Regions from separate parts of the Drosophila melanogaster genome. Here region 1 is linked to region 2. Evidence: chromatin contacts called from public Hi-C data. All regions are on one chromosome and are shown on one strand. The core of a region is the stretch at or near the end of the contact, and the rest is flanking DNA. Distances in the headings are between cores, read along the strand shown.

Evidence for each region. Hi-C and Micro-C count contacts between places; a contact is called where the count stands out from the background.
Region 1: a Hi-C map of the Kc167 cell line shows a contact between it and region 2, with 3 times the contacts expected there. A contact is called at or near these places in 7 of 107 Hi-C or Micro-C datasets (the Kc167 cell line, the S2 cell line, eye imaginal disc and 1 more).

What each region holds. Positions count from the first base shown.
Region 1 is chr3L:11,005,801-11,010,449 of dm6, forward strand. klu (klumpfuss) reads right to left here and starts at 3,388. Exons shown (of 3, transcript NM_001300095.1): 1 at 2,550-3,388.
Region 2 is chr3L:10,735,419-10,740,276 of dm6, forward strand. No RefSeq gene overlaps it. Among named protein-coding and RNA genes, the nearest start is that of CG43245, 34 kb to the right of the region's middle.

The sequences.
Region 1 (4,649 bases), core at 2,138-4,637, 270 kb after region 2:
TTTACTTTGAATTGTAAAGTCTTTAAGAAATTTCCAATAACTTATATTCAAGCTTCAAGTTATGAATGGTCACTTCCTAATAGTTGACCAAGCACATTAGTTCCACATGAAATAGATCTAGTAATATTTAGATCTTAGGTTCCAAGAAACCAGAGCTGAACTCCCTGCTAATTAAAGGGTTGTGATCGGATAGGAGCGCATCTTTGATATCTCCTCCTCCGCGGCGAGGCTCTAATGAAAAACAAAACGTTTATCAAATGCATGATAACGACGCATGTCCAGGGTTCCGATTCCGATGTGGCCCTATCAGATGTCGAAGTATCCACACCGTTGTCGGGGATCGGCATTAACCGCAGATCCCAAAGGTGTTAAGTCACTTGGCAACTGTGACAGACATGACAGTCTTTGTTTTATTGTTTAACGCATTTCAATTAACAACTCCAATGATCTGTCTGATTGTTAGATGGCCGATGGTGTGTCTCTTTTAACGCACACGTGATGATTGAATTTTAATTTTCAGCCCAGCAGCTTGGCCAAAAGCTGTGACCCCTTTGAGCTGGGGGTCCACCTCCACAACCTTTTGTGGCATTTTTTCTGAATCGGGCACGACTAATCCAAATCAAATGGCTTCTCCAAATCAATTCGTTTTCAATCGTTTAAAGTTAATTAACGCGCCAGAATTTTATTTCACTTTACACATTCCTCTTTCACTGCTCCCCAAAATCGTCTCCTTTGTTCTGTAACACGCTTTTGTTTTGCTGTAAATTTATTTTATGTTTTTTCCTTTTAAGCTTTTTGTTTTTTTTCCCTTTATTGTGTGCATTTTCACTGTTTTTTATTTTATTTTGTATTTTTTCTGAGTTTTTTTGTGTTTTTTTTTTGTATTTCGCTCAACGTCTCAATTTCAATGCGCGCTCTTTTGTTGTTTGTATTAAAATTGTTAATTTAAGGCTGTGTCAGAAATAAATTAACCACTGAACCAGGGACCTTAACTCGACCAAACACAGTATATATGGCGTTATTTTCTTTTTTTTTTTTTATTCCGCCCTGTTTCTAGGGAAGGGAGCCGCCACCAGGAGCACCTAGGTGCTTTTGTGTGGAAAATGCAAATTGCCATTGACATCGGGGTCTGAGAAATGGCGTCGTGCGGGTGAGACTCCAACCAGCGAACCACCTGAGACACCATCGCCACCATTGCCCCCCAACTGCACCACCGATGGAAGCCACCGAGTGGCTCCGTCTGTTTTATATGCCAAATGCAGTGGGACAGCGGCAGACGTCGCCGTTCGTCATATAAGGTGCGGTGCGTATAAGTCAGCCGCGTTGGAGGAGCAGAGAAAAAATCACTCGACATATTGAGAAATGTGCAATAGCCTAATGCCCATTTAAGGCAGCACTTTTCATGGCAAGTTGCATTTATCGCCGATCGGATCGGATCGGATCGGAATCGAAATCGGTTTAGAGCGATCGATCAAGCGTTGTGGCTATTGGCGTTTGGCGTTTGCCAGACAGGTCAAAAGCAAAGCAAACGGATTTTGGTCCAGCACTTGATGCAGTAATCTATGCTAATGGGCAAGTGTAAAACATCGCGGAGCTATTATCGCAGAACTGTTGTTTAAGGAACCAACCACATCGAGCAGATGCCTGTAAATGGTATAAATTACCAATGAATGACATACGATTTAATTGCCTCGACTAAGTAGCAACCGCTAGCAACCAGCAACTTGCAACAAGCAACTAGCAACTAGCAACTTGCAACTTCTGTTGCATACAGATCAGTTGATGTTGTTGCTGCCCGTGTCTCGAGTTGCTGGAATTAATTAATATTGCACTTTTGAAGCGCGTGCATACAAATTTGTCAGCCAGACGGGCAGTTCTTCGGCTCAGGTGTAGACAATTGGCATAGTTCACATAGAGAGAGAGAGAGAGAGAGATAGAGAGAGGGAGTGCAGCCCAGCTCTGCTTTTGGCCAAGATGGGCAATTAAAATTCCCCGAGACTGGCTAAAACTGGAAGTGGGAATCTGGAGCTGCAACTGGATGTGAGGAAACTGGGGCTAAGGGTCCTAGTACTATCTTTCTACCAGGCTCTCTATCTCACTCGCTTTTGTGTGCGTCAATTTGCCAGGCACACGATCTGCAGATCGGCGATGTCAAGTTGCTGCTGCGATTGACGTCAATATAGATAGAGTCAATATGGCATGGGAGTGAGATGAGATTGGGATGATGATGATGATGATGATGATGATGATGTGGATGATGCCACTGGAGGGGGCCCGTGCTGATATGGACTCATCATCAGTCCATCATTCATGGGTGCAATCGATTGCAGCACACACATACATATGTACATATGTATATAGCATATAGCCGCCGATCTGATATTACGCTGAGTGTTATGGTAAACCGATCCTATTCGTAACTGGAGCTCAGCTTTTGACACATTTCGACCAACCAAACAGCACAGCTGAGATGGCACTTTATAGTTTTTTTTCTTTCGGCTGTCCAAATGACTAAGCCGTCGGCAAATTGAGCGATCTCGCGAACTCACCTTTAATTTTTTTTTTTTTTTTTGTAGGAGGGGAATTATCCAAGCATTATCCAATTTGTAGCTTTTGCCTTCGGGGTGGCAAAACACATTTAACAAATATTTTTTAGGCTGCGTTGTGTAAACTCTAATTGCTAATATCAAAATATCACACTTCTTTTATTTTTATGTATTATTTGTGCTTATGCTGCGTTTGCGTGTTTGGCTTATTGTGTGTTTTGCGGCTTTAATTGATTTATATTACTTAATGGGCTGTTAAGACACACACTTTTCACTTGATTTTAAATGATTTGGCGAGTTTAGTTTACGGATTTCTAGGCGTTTAGATACTTTGCAGCTTGCCACTATTAGATTTCGAATTGCTGTTGTTGCACGCGCGATCGTTATTGTTGCAGTTGCAGTTGCAGTTGCAGTTTTGGGCTGCAGTTTCGTGCTGTCGTGTTTCGCGGTCTCGTCGCGTCAACGTGCGAATAACAAATAACGAAAACGTACGAAAAGATTTTCACTGCAAGAGGTTGGTTTTCCCGACGTGGCGTCGTCGTCGGCGTCGGCAGAGCTTCGGCAGCAGCGACGGCAACACCGAACCACCAAGACCTATCCAAACCAACCACTGAAACTCTCTTCGCGGAGAGAGAGAGAAAGAGAGTTTTTTGTGTGGCGGGTTGGAGGGGGAGTCTGTAAGCGCACTGCGAAGATTACGTTACGTTCGGATATATTTTCTATATATTTTTCTTTTTTTTTGGGTCCGAAAAAGACGCGTCTTGGTTATTCAGCACTGAAGAATTTGCGGCAGCGCGTGCGGAGCGTCGATGAACCTGAACCGACACTGCCCAGCAAGAAACTGACTTCTGAGTAGAGTCGCCACTCGTACAGCGACGATACCAGGCACCAATACCATCGCACCGAGAGACACCCACACCGAGGCAAACAGGCGGCGGTATCTGTGTGTTAGTGCCGACTGTTGGCCTCTCATTCGCCGGATAAAGTCGCGAGAGAGCGAGAAAGAGCAGCACGTGCAGTGGAGATTTCTCTAGTTCTTTTTTTTTTTTTTGTGTTCCGCTTTTCTCGGTGGGAGCTGCTCGAAGAGCTTCTCCTCCCACTCTCCGCCCGCCCGAGCAGTTGTTGTTTATGGCTGCGTGGGCTTCTAATTGCTCAAAACTCTATGCCAATGGGGGCACTCGGCTGCATTTGGCGCTTTTGGGTCGCCAGTTGCGAGTCGAGCTCCGAATAGGCACCTCCCACTTCCACCGACTGGCGTTATATAACATCGAATGCGAAGATAAGCTAACGAAATCCGAATCCAAGCGGATGTCTTTTCCACTGTCTTGCAGAAGGCGAAGGCAAATAGAAGCAGCGCTCGTTGAATCCTTTGGGAAGTTGGCCGGCTTTTAGGTCACTTTTCGCATCCTTCGAGCAATATATGTCACTTAATTGAGCCCTTTCTTCTTAATACAGCATTTCATTTTCATTTGAGTTCTAAACTAAACTAAACTTACATTGCTCAGAAGCCAAAAAATTTTGATTTATGCGTTTAGTACTTTATCGACTTTAAGGGCCTTCTAATCTTAGAAACAATTACAAAACAATTTCAAATATATAATTTATTAAAATGTTTTACAAATAGTAATAGCAGCGTTTTTAGTTACAGTTTAAAACTCAAACATTCTCTAAAGCAAAAATGTAAATTCAATACTTTTTGATTGAAATTTAATTAGTCTAGTTTTTAATAATTCTTGGCTTTGAACTTATTTTCTTTTAAAAATAATATAATATTCTTAATTGGAACTCTTTTTTGTTTAACTTCGCAAAAAAATTAAAGCGCTACAAAATGATCTAAAATATATATTTGTTTAATTTTAGACTTTCATTTGTACCCATGAAGTTATTTTTGTCTAACATGCATATAAGCCAACTTGCATTATAAGAAAATCGCAGTTGACTGATTTTGAGCCGCATTGAAGGCCCGGATAAAATCGTCGGATAAACTCTCTCACCTATACCACACACACGTTTCGCTCGCACACAGATACAGTTTCGGTCTCTCTCTCTGCGCTCGTGAGAATCGAAATGCCGGCAAAACAACTTCACAGATACGATATCTGA
Region 2 (4,858 bases), core at 508-3,007:
AGAAAGTTTTGACACTTTTATACTTGGCTCTTGGCAAGCGAGCGACCCGAAACTCACCCAACATCAACCCATCGCACCCACATAACCCATTTTCCACACTTTTCCCACACCACCCACATTTTCTCACCCACTCGTTGGGTGTTTAATGGAGCCTGGCGCGGTTTTGTGCTTGTGAAAAGTCGAGCACACACACAAGTGGTTCGCTCTCTTTCCACTTCCTCGGTTGTTTTATACGAGTTTGTGTCTGGGAAATGGGTCTATTTGGGCTAATGTTATCGTTACTTATGATATCCATGGCAGATTATGCCAGCAAGTCTACAGTTAGACTATATAGCTTACAAAATCGTTATAACTAATATTAGTTTTGCCTTTTTAAATGGAAAATCTTGGTTCTGTGCTATATTTGCAATATTACATATTATTGCAGAAGAGCTTAAAATATATAAAATAAAATAAAAAAAAAAAAAATAAATTAAAATATATAAAATGAATAAATAATAATACATGTTTTTTTGGTCAGTTTGTGTAGTTAAAGGAAATATTCTTCTATTGAAGTTTTATTGGCACAGCTTCCCAACTCAATTAGCACAATTGTTGTTTTTTATAAAAACCATATTTTTTCTAACCTTTATGAACCTGTAAACTTCATTCGATGACCTCTTTGTGTTTCTCGCGTGCTTATCAAAAATGATAAATCAAAATTGTCATTCGGTGTAAATTGGTTGCCCACTAAAGTCGCCTATTGAAGCCACTGGCTCTCCTGCAGCGCCCCTTTTACACCCACTTATGCGGAACAAGCTTACCAACCAACGCCCCCTGTCACCAATATCCTGGTGCCACCCACTACCACACACACACGCACACACACGCAAGCACTCTCGAGTCTGAAAAACAAACAGCAATTCCGAAATGAATTTCATTTTACAAATATATTAACAACTTTTGCACAACAACGAAACAAAAAGACACAAAAAGAAATAGCATAAGAAAAAGCAAGGAAGCACAGCAACAATAACAACAACAACAGTATATGGAAATGGAAAATGGGGAAATACAACAGGAGGCGAGAAAACATGGCACATGTATGAAGGGTATACGGTAAAAGCTGTAAAAGTCTAACTTTAATAACGTCAATTATCCAATCGATTTATAATATAAGTATTTTGCTTTCAACGAAACCAAATAAAACTGTATTAATTAGGAAATAATAAAATAAAGAATTTTTTCATTTTTGCTAATGAAAACTTCCGAAGTTCGCTTTGGTAATCAAATAATAAGCAGGATAATAACACAAGCTCTACATGAATATTTCAAAAGCAACACAGTAAGAAAGTGTTATAAAAATTGGCATTTGACAATATAACAAAGGTCCCACTGTAAATCGATGTGTGTTCCGGCATGTGTGTGAGTGTGTGTGTGTTTGCACTTGTGGGGCAGGCAGCGAGCATTTATGCCCCCAAAGGCAGCGCTGTCGGCAGCGAAGGCAAAAAATGAGGTGGGGGAGGGCAAAAAGAAGCGAAAAGCACAAAAAGCGTAGAGCGACGAAGCCGGCAGAGGCAGCGACTGCGAGCGCCAGCAGCAACAACAACAATCAATTGGCAATCTGTCCACTGAAAAAACAATTGCACTGACATCACACACACACACACAGACAAACACTTGGATAAAACGGGCCGTTACTTTGCTCTCTCTCAAGCTCTCTCAAAAACAGTATGGCCGTGCTGCAGTCGCAAGTGTATTGGTGTTGCCGTGCAGCAAACTCTCTCGCTCTCTCACGAGAGAAAGAGAGCGAGAGTCGTTGCGCTCTCTCGCTCGCTCGCTCAGCATTACAAAAAGCCAATTTTGTTACTTAAATGTTTACGCTTGTGTTTATCTTTTGTATTCGGTTTCTTATTAGGTTCTCATCTCGTTCTCATCGTTTAACAATTTGAGATATGATGGTGTGGCAGCGTGTTGGTGTGTGTGTTTGTGTGTACTTTGATTTGTGTGGGGAGCGCGGCCAACAGAAGGAGAGAGCGAGACGGAGAGTGTGGGAGCGAGAGAGCGTGATGTTGGGGTCAGTGCGATATTCTTGTTGCTGTAGTTGTTGTTGTTGTTTTTTCGGTGGGCTTTTGCTAATGAGTGTGATTTAGACTTGTCGAGCTGGTTTATTATTTTGCGGTGTTTGCGCTCTTGTTGTTGTTGGTGTTATTGTTTGCTGTTCTCTTTTTTTTTGTTCTCCTCGCGCTCTTGTTGTTGCTTTGTGCGCGTTGGTGTGCGCTTTTGTGTTGCTTGTGTGATTGTTGTTATATTGGCCCCTTTGGGGCAATGTTGTCGTCATTGTTGTTGTTGCTGCTGCTGGCCACTCTGCGGTTTTTTGTTATTTAGATTAAATAGTTTTGACAGCTCCCACAGATTGTTGTTGTGGCAGTGCAGCCAGAAATGTACTCAAACTAATATGTGAGTGGATAATTGGCAAAATCGGATATTTATAAATCGGATTTACAATTTTAATTTTAAAACTGAAATAAATTAGAATTTTCTTAATCGTAACTATTTCAAATACAGTCCAGTTATCATCTAGATTTCTAAAAAAAACACTGTGATAAATAGCACTTAAAACTTAAAAAATTGCTCAAAAACAAACCTATAAATTAACAAGCATTTAGTGTAATTTTTAATACCGTTACCGCCAGTTTATTAATAATCTTCAAATCGGTGAACGACTTTTTATAATGATTCTTGAAAAATGATCGCCAATTAATCAACCATAAAAATCGAATTACTTATAACTTTTATGGCCCATCAATTTGGCGCAAGAATTGTTAAAATACTAAAATGTCCCATTAGCATTTAAATAAATAATAATATCGTATCAATTAATTTGCACCCCCTCTCCACTTATAGCCATCACCCTCTCGCTCACACTTTCTTTGGCGGCAAACAATTATCGTATAAAATTAAAACGCAGAAAAGCAAGAAATAAACAAAGGCACAGACAAAAGCAAAGGCAAACAAACACAGCACAAATATTAAAGTCAATTTGCGAAATGAGAATGCTGCGAATGTTTCGCCTTTGGATTTGATATGTTAATGCCTATGCAATTGTGTGCGTGTACTTGTGTGTGTGTGGAGCTCTCTTTCACATCAACCCCCCACCCACCCCCAACCATTCACGTTAGTTCGAGTTTATCTGTGTAAGCTCTGTGTGAAAACATGGCCCCAGCGCTTTGCGGTCGAACGGTGCTCGATTGATGGGGTGGAGGGTTGGCTCTCGTGAGGGGGAGGGGGGTCAGCATATCGGGCCTGAAACCTCACCGGGACACTGAGAAAAAAGGAGTTGGTTTCACTTCCACTAAAAATACACAATATATCTCGATTAGTAAAATGTGGATTGATTTCTTTTAATTTGATTAAATTTTAAAAAGAAGTAATAATTGTTCATTTATATAAGATAAATAAATATAAAATATATAAATATAAATACGAAAATATATAAACACCCACCAAATGGAAAATATATTTATTTTATTTTCAAACCATATCAGTTAATTTCTTAAAATAAACGCATGAAACGTTTATTTATATGGACTTCTAATTAACTGTCGAATTATTTTCAGTGCACGCTGGCAGCTAAACACTCGACATACTCGCTCATACAGTGGTTCACACATTTCGAATTGTGGATTGCGGGTCGTCAGTTTCGAGGGATTAAGCATATATAGCATATAGCATCGCATCGGATATGTGTAGCATGAAGCATAGGAGCAACAAAAACAACAACAACAACAATGGCAAGAGCTGCAAAAAAATACGTCAACATCGCGCTGCCTCTGCCGGCGTCGACGGCACAGTCGACAGCGCGCTGACCAAAAGCCAAGTAAAAACAACAAAAGCAATAACGAAAAGCAATGCGAACACTTATTTGTTGTCGCTAGAGTTGCTGTTGTTGTTGTCATGTGGGGTGAAGTGGGGGCACAAGGTAGCATGCAAAAAGTAATTGGGAGCACAAAGAGCAAAACGAGAGCGTCGGGCGCAAGGTGGCGCAACGCAACAAGTTCGATGCAACCTGCTCTCCGGCAACTCGTGTTTCTCCGTCTCTTTCTCGCGTTTGCGGTGCTCTCTCTCACTCTCTCTCTCTCTTTTGTCGATTTTGGTTTGTTTGCGTTTGTTGGATTGTCAGTTGTAGTGGGAGCAAGAGCAATTGGGGGTCACACTGTGGGTGGGTGGGTGTCAGCAGGGCTTAGGGGTGTGAGAGGGAGTCGGAGAAAGAGAGAGAGAGAGAGAGACAGTGAGTGTGAGGAAGGGGATGCGGGACTGAGCACCAACATACTGTCAGTCATTATTTAGCGTGCAATGTGGCAGGAAAGTCCACTGAAAACAATTGGCGTACAAGTTTGTAGAAAAAAAAATAAGGAGATAACTGTTTACAATATCTTTGGTGGCGATTTCAACTTGCATACCAAATTCTTATACGCCACGTATTACGTTGTGAGTCAGAAAGTAGGCAATAGTAATTTGTAGAAGCCCTATAGTGACTTATTTTATGTAAGTTAAGTGACAGTAAAAATAATTTGAATTTTAAGACTTGGATTTTCCAAATGAATCTAACAACTTATAATTGCAGTGCATCGAATGGCTGGTTGGTGAAGGGGAGGGGGTGGAATGTAAAAGCTTCGTGTGGCCATCGTCGCTCGTTGTCTCCGCTTTTTGTCAGCGCACGAGAGTGAGTGTAGTGTGAGTGTGCGTGCGCTTGTGTGTGAAACATATTGAGCAAACAAGTTCGCAGCTTCTGAGCGGGCAGCGCTGCCGCCGAGTGGGTGGCTGATGGCAAGGGGGGAAAGCAGAGAGAGAGAGAGAGAGAGACAGTAAGATGGGT